2 separate regions of the Mus musculus genome follow, and region 2 is linked to region 1. The links are chromatin contacts, called in public promoter capture Hi-C maps. All regions are on one chromosome and are shown on one strand. The core of a region is the stretch at or near the end of the contact, and the rest is flanking DNA. Distances in the headings are between cores, read along the strand shown.

The links. Promoter capture Hi-C pulls out the DNA fragments that hold promoters and counts their contacts.
Region 2: a contact with region 1 is called in a promoter capture Hi-C map of embryonic stem cells, with 6 read pairs. The contact joins the promoter of Vax2os here to the promoter of Hoxa4 in region 1. A contact is called at or near these places in 5 of 39 promoter capture datasets (cranial neural crest, embryonic stem cells, frontonasal cranial neural crest and 1 more).

Annotation. Positions count from the first base shown.
Region 1 is chr6:52,187,302-52,193,729 of GRCm38.p6, forward strand. It overlaps Hoxa4 (homeobox A4), which reads right to left and starts at 4,402. Exons shown (of 2, transcript NM_008265.4): 1 at 3,877-4,402; 2 at 2,381-3,387. The coding sequence starts at 4,387. The coding sequence ends at 3,041. The region is part of intron 2 of Hoxa3 (homeobox A3); the gene reads right to left. LOC115490409 (a long non-coding RNA gene) reads left to right here. Exons shown (of 2, transcript NR_168044.1): 2 at 5,224-5,759.
Region 2 is chr6:83,709,681-83,716,651 of GRCm38.p6, forward strand. Vax2os (ventral anterior homeobox 2, opposite strand) reads right to left here and starts at 2,521. Exons shown (of 6, transcript NR_002871.2): 1 at 2,423-2,521; 2 at 1,054-1,145. Vax2 (ventral anterior homeobox 2) reads left to right here and starts at 1,559. Exons shown (of 3, transcript NM_011912.4): 1 at 1,559-1,863. The coding sequence starts at 1,617. Gm32943 (a long non-coding RNA gene) reads right to left here and starts at 5,094. Exons shown (of 4, transcript XR_003956456.1): 1 at 5,004-5,094; 2 at 4,093-4,589; 3 at 3,380-3,568; 4 at 3,118-3,244.

The DNA of each region.
Region 1 (6,428 bases), core at 3,152-5,651:
CAAAACTAGCAAAGAACGCCTGCAAACTGACATTTTTCTTCAAGGGGGAGAGTGTTAAGTACTTAATTCAAACTGTGACCATTAAAGTGTCTCTTATCCGATTTAGGTTGATTTCAGATGTTGACAAAACTTTTCTCTCCAGAGTCATGCACAGCTTGGCTCTGTGACTAAATCGGATAAGTGTGTACTGAGGGGGGATGGGAAGTAAAGGGAAGAGAACAGAAGAGCATCCGTGCAGGGGTCGTTTTGGTAAGAGAACGGTGCAGCTTACTCAAAATACTGTTTTTAAAGGTCAAGGGTTTGAAGGACTAGTAGGTTTGCTTTAAAAAAAAAAACAATTAATGAGATAGAAAATTTGTCCTCTCGGTGAACTCTTATGGTTAGCCTGACAAAGGGCAGACAATGAATGATTTTAGGGATGCACAGTGAGATTTTCTAAGCTGTTACAGCAAGCTCCCTTAAAGGCTGAATCACAAATAGAATACCTACCACGAAGAGATCATTTGTAGCATTTTCAGTAATCCTGGTTTTACAAAACACCAATACTATCAATTGTCAATACAAAAAAATGCTACTTTATCCCAAATCAGCAGAAAAAAAAAGCTGTTTTGACTCTCTCTTCCTTTTCTGAATGCACAAATGAAAGATGTCCTACCTACCATGATCTCCAGGAAGCCTTTCAGATCCGTCCTTCCCCACTGAGGAGAAATATAAGAATTTACCTTATGTGATGAAAATCTGAGTTGAAAAAATATTGAGGTTTTGTGGCTTGATACTCAATTTCCACTGAGTGATACACACACACACACACACACACACACACACACACACACACATATCCAAAATGTTGCCTATTTGCCTGAGAGAAAGCATTATTTACATTATCCCCCCCCCTCCTCCAAAGACTTTTCCCAGAGAATGCCTTTCAGAATTGCTGTTGAATTACAAAGAAGTATTTATTGTATGAGGTGATTAATGATTCCCGGGGAAATTGCTATTTTCAGTGTGATTTAATTTTGCTTTACAAGTGCATGTAGTGTGTGTGTGTGGGGGGGGGGCTAATAAGTTGTAGCAGCAGCTACATTGCCTCCAGAAATGCTTAGCTCCTGTTCACACCTTACAAAGCACACTTTATGCCTGGTCCTTCCTGGCTTGGGAAGGGGTGTGTACTCCTTCCCCATGAATTTTCTTGGCCTCTCAGAGACTAGAGCCCATTGCTTCTTTCTAAAAACTGGATTATCTATGGGTAGAGAAAAATTTCCCTGGTCTGAAGCATGGGTGGCTGAGCTTGTCCCACTAATGAAAATGGTTTTAAATCTCTTCTAACATTACAGAGTTAGATAAACATTCTCTCTCTCTCTCTCTCTCTCTCTCTCTCTCTCTCTCTCTCTCTCTCTCTCTCTCTCTCTCACATTTACTATAAAATCCCCCAAACTGCTCTGTTTCAAGGCCAGGTACATATTCAGTGTGTGTGTGTGTGTGTGTGTGTGTGTGTGTGTGTGTGTGTGTGATGCCTGAGCATCAAATTTCAACCATTGCACAAATACTAGAGTTACAGAGATTGAGAGATGAGTTTTCATGTTTTCAAAGATCTGGCTCTCTGGGAGTGCACAGTAACACCACAGAGCATTTGAGGAAAGTGGCCCAGATTAGTCTGGCTTCCTTCCAACAGTGAATTCTTCCAGACCTACCTTGTGTAGGGGTAGGGTGCATTTTAGGGTATCATTACGCTTCTGATTTCCTCCTAGGGTGCTTTGGAGAGTGTGGTGGGAAAGTTCACTTTACTCTATAAGCTCTTCTCAGAGAAGCAAACAAAAAATTCCCAAGCTGTGCTCAGCGCAAAGACCTTAAGACCAGCCAAAAACCAAAAGGCAAGCGCAACCCTTTGCATAAACTATTTTTTATCTCCAGGGAAACAGGCAGATGAAGTGTGAAGGTGCAGCAAACGCCAAGGGAATGCCTGTTTCCAAGTGTGCTCAGAGTTCAGCCTACAGAACAGCTGCAGAAGCTCCAGGCCTCTGCTCTGCAAGGTCTCACCTTTCACTGCAGGGACACACACGGTTCTATGCCTTACAGAGACTTGAAGCCTGAAAGCCTGGCCAAGTTTGGGAAGAAGAGGAGCCCTCTCAGGGCTCAAGAGCCTTCCCGCTTTTTGGAACACTTCCACAGTGGGTCAAGCTTGGCAAGAATTCAGACCAAGTTAAACACACACACACACACACACACACACATTGTGAGTGTGCTTAGAATGTGACCCCAGCTCACCCTGTCTACAAGGCTTCTGCGCACTAGGTCAAGTATCTCAACCAAGAGGAGGCTTGGGGTAGTTTGGTTTGGTTTGGTTTTTAAGCTTAGAACACACACAAATCTGTCTCTTAGGTTTTTAATGTCTTATAAACTGAAGTTTATTCTTAGCACATTCCTCTTTATACAACCATATCTCTCTGTACAGTTGTAAGTGAGTCTAAATGCATTTCCCTCTCCCCAACGCTGTGCCCCAGTATAAGACAACAATATCTCTCTAACAGTATCTTAAATAAATGCAAGGAGAGGAAACTACATGCCACACCTACCATCAAGGTCTACACACTTTGAAAATTAAATAATCTGGTGAGGTCCACAAAGTCTACTCAGTAAAGCTCATGTGAGCTGCCTTAACGCAGAAGAGGAAGGAAGGTTAGAAAGCTGGGAAGCTGGGAACCGGCCTGCTTCTTCTGCATACAAGTACATGTCCCCAGTCAGCACGTGCTGTCTGGCTGACTCAAAGGTAGTCGATGGCCAGTGCTTTCTTACAGGTGTCCAATCCTGGCAAAGTTGTCCAGGTCAGCAGGTTGTTCCACTAAGCAGTAACGAGGACGAGGACAGACGTCCTCTTGGAGGGGTCACACCAACCAGGGATAATGTCTTCTTTTTGGTTATGGTTTCCAGCAAGTTGGATTTTGTTTTGGTGTCTCGGGTTTACTTAGGGAAGAGCAGATGAGGACAGGAGCAGGAGATGAGTAGGGCACATAAGTGAGAGAAACTGATCCAGGTCTCTAGATTATATGGAGGAGGGAATGGGTGTGGAAGCACCAGGGAGAGGGTGGGGATGGGGGTGTGGGCTGTGAGTTTGTGCTTTCCCAGGCGGGCCGGCAGGGGCCGAGGCAGTGTTGGAAGATCGCATCTTGGTGTTGGGAAGTTTGTGGTCTTTCTTCCACTTCATTCTCCGGTTCTGAAACCAGATCTTGACCTGGCGCTCCGACAAGCAGAGCGTGTGGGCGATCTCGATGCGGCGCCGCCGGGTCAGGTAGCGGTTAAAGTGGAATTCCTTCTCCAGTTCCAAGACTTGCTGCCGGGTATAGGCGGTTCGAGAGCGCTTAGGTTCGCCTCCGTTATAACTGGAGTTGACTGAACACCAGAACCCCGAAAGAGAAGGCCAAAGAGGAAGAAGTAGAAGAGGAGGAGGGGAGGAGAGAGGAGATAGGGTGGGGAAGAGCAATCGGACATCATCATTATATAATAACCTGACACCAAGTTCACACAAGATACATAAAAAGGCAAAGAAAATGTTTCACAGGCTATTGACAACGGGAAACACCCGAGAGCCATAAAGAATGGTGCTGGGCTTTGGGGCTGAAGAAAAGCTTCAAAGACACATGGCCGGGAGCCTCTGCCAGGGCAATTAAATTTATGGGGGCTATAATTACTGCCCTAACAGTTTGGCGTCTCGTAAATCTCAGGATAAAGGGACCCTGGGTACAAAAGGGTTCTCACGTTAGGACCAGGCTGCGGGCGGCGCGCACACACCCACAGCCAAAGCGCCGGCCAGATGGGGGTCCCCTCCCGCGCCCTGCCCCGCGCCCCCACGCCCGCTGCCCTCCCGGCGGCGCCACATACCGGCGCTCACGTGGATCTTCTTCATCCAGGGGTACACCACCGGCTCCTTGCCCTTCGGGCCCGCCGGGCCCTGGTCCGCCAGCAGCAGCGGGCACGCGGGGGCGCTGCCCCCCGTCGCGACAGCCGGGGTGGTGGGGCCGGGAGCGCAGTGCCGAGGGGGCGCGGGGGGCTGCGGGGCCGGGCTGGGGTGCGCGCCGGGGGCCGGGGACTGCTCGGGTCGCGCGGGGCTGGCCCCGCGGCAGGCGTAGGGACAGGCGGCGGCGGGCGCGGGGTACAGGCCCCCGGGGTAGCTGGGCTCGCGCGCCCGCGGCGCGTAGTAAGCGGGGGGCTGGCGGGCCGCGTGCGGGTTCGGGGCCGGCAGGTGCGGGGCGCTCTGGGGCCGCGGGTAGCCGGGACCCCCGCCCACGGCGCCGTCCCCACCGCCCGGGCCACCGTGCGGGGCGAACTCCTCGAAAGGAGGGAACTTGGGCTCGATGTAGTTGGAGTTTATCAAAAACGAGCTCATGGTCATTAATTTGTGAAGTGCAAAAATACTAATTTTTCTCGCGGTGTCGTTTTTCTGCGCTCGCCGAGGCCCCTCCCCCTCTCGCCGCGCTTCCCATCCCCCCCCCCCCCCCCCCCCGGCCCCGGCGCCCGCCCCTCCCCCCGCTGTCAAACGACTGCCCCTCCCCCTCCCGCCGTCGCCGCCGCCGAAGTCCGCGCCGCTCCTCCCCCGCCCGCGCGCGCTCCCCGTGGCCCTGCGCGCCCCGCCCCCGCGCCCCACGTGCTGCGATCCGGCCAATGGGAAATCCGCGCGCGCGGACCCGGATCAGGAAACGCGCGGGGGATGCGTGATGGATGCTGCTAGCCTTCAGGGTGGGAGAAGCGAGCTTGGGTTCCTCGGGCCCCCCAACTTGGGTTCCGGCTGAGAAGTTGGGGCCTGTTAGACTGCGGGTCCTTTCGAGCCCTGTTCCTGCCCACGTCTGTCCTAGGCCTCTGGGCAGCTGGTCGCCACGACTCAGCGCCGATCTCCAGTCCAACCAGGCTTCGGGTGGTCCTCCGAGGGTTCGAGGCCCTCCAGGAGAGGGAAGGGCACTGGGACCAAGAGGCAGACCCTGGCTTTTTATCCTAGCTCTGGAATAAAACGAAGGAGGCCTACGGACCCATTTTTCTCGCCCTTTGATTCTTTGTCCACGCCCTACACATCCACCCGGCTGTTAGGGAGTCCCTGCTTTGCGAAGCCAGGGCTGGAGCTGCACAGGGAGGATGGGTAGAAGGGCCGCTGAACAAGCGGGTCAAGGAAGTACAGCAAGCGAGGGCGATCCACTAAAACCTCGTGGATACTTATTTTTACTTTTTTTCTTTCAGACGCAGAATTTGTACATTATTTTTTCATTTAAAGACTTGGAACCTTCCTATATTGCAGTTGATGGAGGTGCTGAGGAGAGCTAAATGTGCCTCCTTTATTAGGCGCTATTGTGAGACCTCCACCCCAGAGTGGGAAGAGAGACGACGCCTGCACAAAACCCGGCTTCGAATCCAGTAACTTCGCGTTTCAGAACAATCACCAAACAAAAACAAGTTTGAGATACAATAAGACCCTGCCTGGTCTAATTGTCAATCGGTCTTTTCTAACTTTTCCCTCCCTTCTCCTTTTGGATGCTGTTTCCTCGTGCAGGATCTAAACCAAGGGCTATATTTACAGACCAGCCCGCGATTGCTGAAAAATTAGCATTTTAACGATATCAGTAGCTCTGGAAAGGAGAGAGAAGGGACTGTTGCCTGCCATTTGGTAATTGAAATTTGATGGGTAAACTAATTATGCCATTATTATTAACAAATAAATTACTTATTAATTCCACCTAATGTTGATCTTTGAAGTAAATACTGATGCCTCACTCGTACCTGGAATTGTGCTCTTTCTTTCTTCTGAATAGCAGACACGCCTAGATCCTTTGCATGATGGTAAAGCAGTGCAAACTATCACCGCCATTCTAAAAAATAACTCTCCTCTGGGTATGCAAAGCAGTTTCCGTTGGTGCACCTTGCTGATTTTTCAGAGAGCAGGATAGAACAACGGCCTTCTCAAACGCAGACCAGGAAAGTTATAACCCAAGCCTAGAGACACTTCAGAAAGAACATCCATTCTATCTTCATTCATATCTGTTACTCACTTGAGCTACTAAATACTGGGATATATCCTATTTGATAGATAGTCATTTAATGCTTAGACACATGAAGACTATTATTGAGACTAATCTTTAAAGTAATTTAGGGAAAGAGGTTAAAAAAAGGATCATGTTAGTTTCTTATTGAAATCATCCTGAAGTAGTACAAAGAGATTTTCCACACTGGGTGTCTGTGCTGGTAAAGAGAGCTGTCCACTGACAGGAAGCACCATGATTTTTTTTTTAAATGAAAATCTGAGCCATAGATGGAAACCAACAAAGATTCTAATCTCTAGATATCTTCTCTAGACTGGAGGAAGGAAATCTAGCCTGATGTGGCTACTTTAAACTGATATCTCTCTCTAGCAAGAAAATAGCAAGAAAATAGGTACACAAATGAGACAG
Region 2 (6,971 bases), core at 1,271-3,770, about 32 Mb after region 1:
TTCTCTCTTCCATACAACCAGCAGGCACTGACAGTCCACACTGTCCCCTCTGCCGGCCAATTACACACCATGGAAGCCATACCCCACCCCCACCCCCGCTCCTTTCTTTGCGAATAGGGCCCAGCAGGCATCCTCTCTTACCGCTGTTCTTTCCTTTTCCAGCACTACAAGAATCAGTGAGAATCGCCAAGTCACATCTACCACCTCTCCCAAAATCTCCAACCGTTTTCACACACACACACACACACACACACACACACACCACAGACCAAGGCACTGACTGACTCCCCACACCCAACACCTGTTCAACCTCAGAGACAGAGACCCCACAAGCCTACCCTTGGTGGTCACAGACACCCGCTACCAGATCTTGGGATCTCCTGAAGTACTTTGGCTTGGACTCACACCAAGCATTTGGCTCACCCCTAGTACCTAGTTTATTCCAAATCTGCAAGTGGAAGAAAGGAAGAAGAGTCTGAAGGATCGGGATACTGGCCTTTAAAGGAGCCATAGACCCTCGGTTACACACACCATCCTTCTCAATCTTTCCCCCAAACCTCTTTTTAAAGCTGAGTCAAATACAATGAGACTGTTCCCCACACTTCCTGACACTGTCTAAACAGAAGCGGGACTCTGCAGAACGTGTAGCCAAGAGGACACAGGCTCCTGTCCAGAGATCCGTCTGGAGCAGGCACTGAACAAGGGGCTGCTCCAGGACAGAAGCGCGAGAAAAAAAAAAAGCCCGTGCTCAGTCTCATTCTCTAGGTGTCAGTCCCAGGAGTGACAACCTCAGAGCTGCGGGAGAGCCCAGCGTTTGCTCTTGGCAGTACAACCTGGCGGTCTGCCGGTCCAGCTCCGCACCTCACCCTGGCTGGGGACAGCATCCGCCTCCCGGGCTTGTCTGGCGAAACTCGCGGGATCCCCACAATAAGTGGCTGTTCTGTGTGCCTGAGTGTGAGTGCCTTGGTTGGGGGACGCGTGCCCTGAACCCCAGACCTACACCCCACTCTCTACCGTCGCCCCCACCGCACCAAGTTCCGGAGCCCAGCAAACCTCCTCTTTTCTGCCGGGTCGAGTCAGGGTCGCCTCCTCGAGCTCTGAGTTTTCCATCAAGCGGAGCCAGACTGAAAGCTAGGTGCATTTCCCTGGAGATATAGGGAACAGAGGGAAGAGGGCGAGAGGGACCAATGGGTAGGGAGTAATAAAGTTTATGAGAGGGTGTGGGGCGGTCTTCTGTACCACGGGGCTGTCCAGTCTCCCATTGCCAGGCTCTAAACACCGCCCCACGCGAGGAGGCGCGAAGACACCATCCCCTCCCCCTTCTCCACATATCTCTTTTCCTCCTATCCCTCCTCCTTCTCCTCTTTCCCTCCCCTTGTCTCTCTTCCCCTCACTCCCTCCTCCTTTTTTCCTCCCCCTGAACGAACTCCCGTTGCGCTGCGCCTACTGGATCCACCCAGAGTCCTGGAACCCCAGCTCGCGCCCAATCGCCGACGGGGGCGGGGCCTGTAGGGGGCGGGGCAGATGGAGGAAGGGGTGGGGAGGGGCAGGGAGGGACCTGCTACCCTGAGCTAGGACTAGCGGCTGCTGTGGCCCAAGCAGCAGTGGCGGCGGGCATGGGCGATGGGGGCGCGGAGCGGGACCGCGGCCCCAAGCGCCGGGAGGAGCCTGGTGGCCGCAGCGGGCGTCACGGAGAGCACCGCGGAGCGGAAGATTTGCGTGCTGACACAGGTAGCGCGAGTCCGAGGGAGATTGCTGGGACCTCCGCCTCCAGCCCTGCGGGCTCCAGGGAGAGCGGAGGGGACAGCGACGGACAGCAGGCGCTCGGTGAGACAGACCACTGCCGCCGCATCCTGGTACGAGGTAAGGGGACAGCCGCAGCTCTGATTCCCTGGGCCACCAAGCTGCCTTTCCTGGGGCCTCCGACATCCCTACAACGTCCATCTCTCAGATCATACAGTGGTTCATTCATTTGGTAGTTCATCCTGTAAATACTCCGAGTGCCTATTGTGTGCGGGACACTGAGCTGAACGCGGGGGACAAAGCAGGGGGCTGGACCTTGTTTCGTCCTGCTGGACCGGTGCTCTCTCTCTCTCTCTCTCTCTCTCTCTCTCTCTCTCTCTTTCTCTCTCTCTAGGCCCATCCGGGCTGGTTGGTGTAGTAAGGACACGAATCAGTTGGAGAAGCCCGACACCGAGAGCCAGGGCCTCCGCGCCGGGGTCCCCGGAGCAAGGGCGGAGAAAGTCACGCGCGCGCTGTAGGGACAGGATTGGGAGGGACCCGAGTGGGCAGCTGCTGAGGAAGGCTGGGCCACGCAGGCAGTCGGATGCGTCCCCGCTTCAACCCAGCCTTATTTCCCAGCACCTAGCCTTGCGTGGGTTGAGGCTTAGAGATGGCTGGGTGGGCGGTAGGGTAGCCTGACCTGCCGCGGCTCCGCTGCTCCAGTTTTCCCACTCGCTTGGATACCGCCGGCTCCGGCGCTCCTCCGCCTGGCCTGGCCGCCTGGCCTGGCCGACGCTTTCTTCCTCGGCTCCACCCGCCCTCACCCGAAGTCGGAGCCCCTTCACCCATCCCCCTTCAACCCCCGCAGCAAACTTGCTTTCCCGGCACTCTCCTGCCATCGCTCATCCAGATCCAAACCTCCAATGCCAGTATCCTGGGTCTGGGCCTCTCCCAGGTAGACACTTGGAGAAAGAAGTCTCGGGTCCTGCGGTCAACTGGATCCTAGGCCTGAGGCCTGTTGTTTTTCCGCCATCCTGGGGTTTCGGACTCACTCACTTGGCTTCCCCCAGCTGCCTCCCACAGGCCTCAGGAGGCCTGTAGCCAACTTTCTTTTACGGAGGGAAACCTAGGTTTCTGTCACCCAAGTCAATATCTTAGAGCAGGTGGAGTACAACTTTCCTGACCCCCACCACCACTGTCACCATGTGAGTGGCCCTGGGGATCTGAGAGCCAGCTAGGGCAGGGCATGGAGGTACAGGAAGCTCTCTTAAATTAAGACGCTGCCAGGGACCCTGAATAAAGAAACACTCCTGGGAATAGGTGTGGTCATTGGAAGGCTGGGTGGCTACTGCCATTCTAGGGACCCGCTTGATGGTGTAAGACAGTTACACCACCAGGAATCCCCGCAGGTGTGAGGACTTGTAGGTTACCTGGGGTTAATATGAATTCCCTTTTGTCATCTGAGGGGTTCTAAGGACAAGGAGCGACCACCAGTTGAGTTTCGTTGAGGGAATCTGCAAGCCTTCCAGAAATGAAGACACAGCCTAAGCTCTTAGGCTAAGGACCTTGCCAGTGCTATGCATTAAGAATAGGCGTCTCCCCTGGTCAGGATGACTGAGTTATGCGCCCAAACACCATCTTCCTCCATTCTACCAACCTTTATGTAGATCAAATAAATCTTGCTCGTGGGCATCAGTGGGACTGTCTCTGGTGCAGACTTGCAGAGGTGGGAGTAAAATGTGGCCCTCTGTCCTCTGGGATAGAGCCATTTAAGTCAAGTAGAGACGCGCATGCCGGGTACCTCTTCAGGGGTATACTTTTATAATGTACCCACACAAGGTAATTCCTTTACATTTGTAAAATATAATGGAAATATTAAATACAAGTACAGTTATCCACTGGACTGAAATAAAAAGCAAATGCAGAAACGTAAATCCCTCTGCCCCTCCCCCATTTAATGACAAGGCTGTCATTACAGGCCTGAAATGCCGGGGACGTCATTTACTGCTAATCCCTCCTAGGCAGGGTCACCCGTGTCAGTCACTGCTCGAAGCCCCACCACAGCTGAGGGTAGAGGCTTCCATGAGAAAAGCCAACCCAACACTGGGGAAGGCAAGCCCCCATTGTCCAAAATTAAGAGCCCTCCTTAGTACATTTTACCCTTGTCCTCTGGTCCTCTGAGTACGTAGCCCCCTCAATTCTTCTAAGGTGCAAAGGAGAGCTTATGTGGGCATAAGAAATGACCCCACCCTCTCCACTTCTTTTCACCCTCCTTCCCACGCCCGGGTGTGGCATTGGTTGAGAGAGGTTTTTAGCACTGGAAAGGCCAAGGGCAGCTGGAGGCTGAGGTGAGCGGAACTGCTGTCTCACCTCCTGCCTCCAGGATTCCCTCCTCTTCAGGAAGCTGCCTGAGGATCCAGGGTGCTGTCACAGAAAACAGTCTGCAGGCTCTCCGTAAATATTTGTGGAAGGAAGGAGTGGGGTAGCACTGGAGTGACCTGCAGATTCTGTCTACTGGTGTGATGTGTTAGTCAGAAATCTCTCTTAACTACCCCCCAACACACACACACACACACACACACACACACACACACACACATCGTGGCCCCAGAGAATGAGCTGCTGTGCAAAGCCAGCAGTTTAGAGGTAAAGGAGAGTCAGACCATCTGCTTGGCCAACGTCTCAGATTTCCTCTGAGAATACAAAGCTGGTAGCCCCTGGTCTGCTCACCCTGCCTTCAAAATGGAAGCGTTGTCTCCAGCCGCTGGCATAAATACTGTGCCACCAAGATGACTTCCACAGTGAGGCTTCCTCCAGGAAGCCACAGTCTCTAAGGCATCCCTTGTGCCCGTCCCTTGGTCAAGATCCTGTAGTGTGGGAAGAACCTTTTGTTTTGTCTTGGAAGGGGATCACCAATGCGATCAACAAGGCGACAACAGAAGGAATGGGGCCTCCAACTCTGCTCTCACCCTGCAGTGGGCCAAGCCTACACTGACTCTTTTAGTGGAGCGGGATTGGTACCAGAAGAGGGAAAAGTGTAGTTCACAGATCCCTGCAATTGGTAATCCAAGCCTGCCACCGCCACCACCTTTGCCTCGGACCCTGGTGCTTTCCGTAGCAACCCGGAAGAGAATTCAACTGATTTTGATAGATCTGCGAAGGCGCCACAGTTTTAAGGTCAATGCCAAGAGGCACCAATAATCTTCTCTGTCAGGAGTGCCCCTTGAAGCCTGCTGCCCCCTCGGCAGGTCTCCAAACAAAACGCCCCGTTTCTAGCCTACCATAGCCTTTGCCTCTGAATGGCAGATCCTTCTGAGAAGCACCGGTCATCCACCCGGATAGTCATCCGCTCGGCTAAAAAACGCCCTGGAGCAGAAGCTGGACGCATGCGCTCGGTACTCAGAGGTCCACGGGGGTCCCCGAGAAGACCGAACCTTGAACTTGAAATAGCTTAAACTGTGAGCACGACTTGGCCGTTCAAAACCTTCAGCCAGCCGTGACAGAGAACCCAGGAGAATGGTCACTTGGAGTTGGCCCCTGAGCCTGGAAGACCTCCAGGCTTCAAGCCTGGTCCTGCTGAGCAGGCGCTGTGCAGCAAACCCCAGGCAGCGTTGGACTGCAGAGAGCTGGGCAAAGCCCCAACCAATCCCGGGCCTCTGAGGAGGCCTCCATATCTCACTCTGTGGATACATTCGGAAACCTTGCCCCGCATACGCTCGAAACATATGTATGTTGTGGGCTGTAGAACCGTTTAGAAAATCGCGCTTTCGGAAAATTTGAAGTTTAATTCTTAAGATTTTTAGTATTTGCGAGGAGTCCTTTTAACTTTTTTCAGTGGTGTTTCGTTTTATATTTTCACTATTATTTCGATTGTGGGTGGCCGGAGACCCGCATTCTCACCGCTGGTTTGTGCTGCCCTTGATTTGAGTCTGTATTCCCCCCTCTATGTTCTAACCACCCTCTCACCCCACAGGAAACTGAAGCAGGTGGCAGAACGTGGCATTGTTACCTCTTTTCCGCCCAAGACTCATTTTCAGAAAACTGTGGGGGCGAGTTAAATGGCTCTCTTCTCTCGAGCTTTCTTCTCCATAGTCGCGGTGGATTCCCACATCCAAGGGACCCAACGACTGGGTGCTGAGGACAAATCTTTGGAATGCTGGAACTGAGAGTATGGATCGAGATGCAGGCGGGCTCCGCCTCCAAACTCATCTTCACGATGAGGCTTGAGAAAGGTTATCCATGCATCCCATAGGCCTAGACGCCATGGCTCGACTGTCTCTGCCTCCGGTTCCTCTCCTGGTTGGATACATTTCTCCCATTCCATTTTAATCGGGGGCGACAGGGGGAGCCTGTGGGGTGTTTTGTTTTGTTTTGGTTTTGTCCTTCTTTTTCCGGTTTGTTTAATTTGAGACAAACTGAGAGAACCTGGTTCTCCTGAGACCCGGAGACTGTGAAGGCCCCTGTTCTGCACGCAGGTCGGAGGAAAGACGCGGAGGCCAGCAAACTCTTCCCCCGAGACCCAGGGTAGCCTAAGAGCGGGGCTCTTCCTCCCTGAATCTGGAATGGCGGTTAAGGCTCTTCCACCTCCTGCAGACGCCTGCAGCGGTCTGGACACTGCGTAGAGGGGCCAGCGATCCTGGGACGGATACGGCCTTCCTGGTCAAGGATGAACGCAATCAAGTCCAGGCCTCAAGACTGTGAACTGAAGCCGGGTGTCAGCCTGAAGAGGCACTGCCCTAGCAAACCCTTTGCTCTCTGAGCTATGCCCTCCTTTCTTCTTGACTCTGTCCACAGACACCAATGTGTACCCCTGTGTACCTGCATGATTGAGCCTACGATATATCTTAGCCTGGAGATTTGCTGTCTCCTAAGACTCATGGCTGCAAAACTGACCCGCACTGGACTCCTGGATCGTGCGGCGATCCAGCGTGAGGATCGATCGAGCGTCAGGAGAGCAGGGGGTCAGATTTCTGAATTTTTTTATTTTATTTTATTTTATTTTATTTTATTTTATTTTATTTTATTTTTTGAGTGCCCGTAGAAACCGAGTAGGAGAGGTGGACACCGTGTCTGCTAAGTCCATGCCATTTTTCCGTTCCCAGCCCACAACAGGCAATCAAACATTTGCCAAATAAATGAAAAATGTCCATTTGTTACTTTTACCTATTTTCTAGGCATGAGACGGTTAATGACCACTCCCAAACAAATGTTCTGAAATTCCTTTTTTTTTTTTTTTTTTTTTTTTGCGT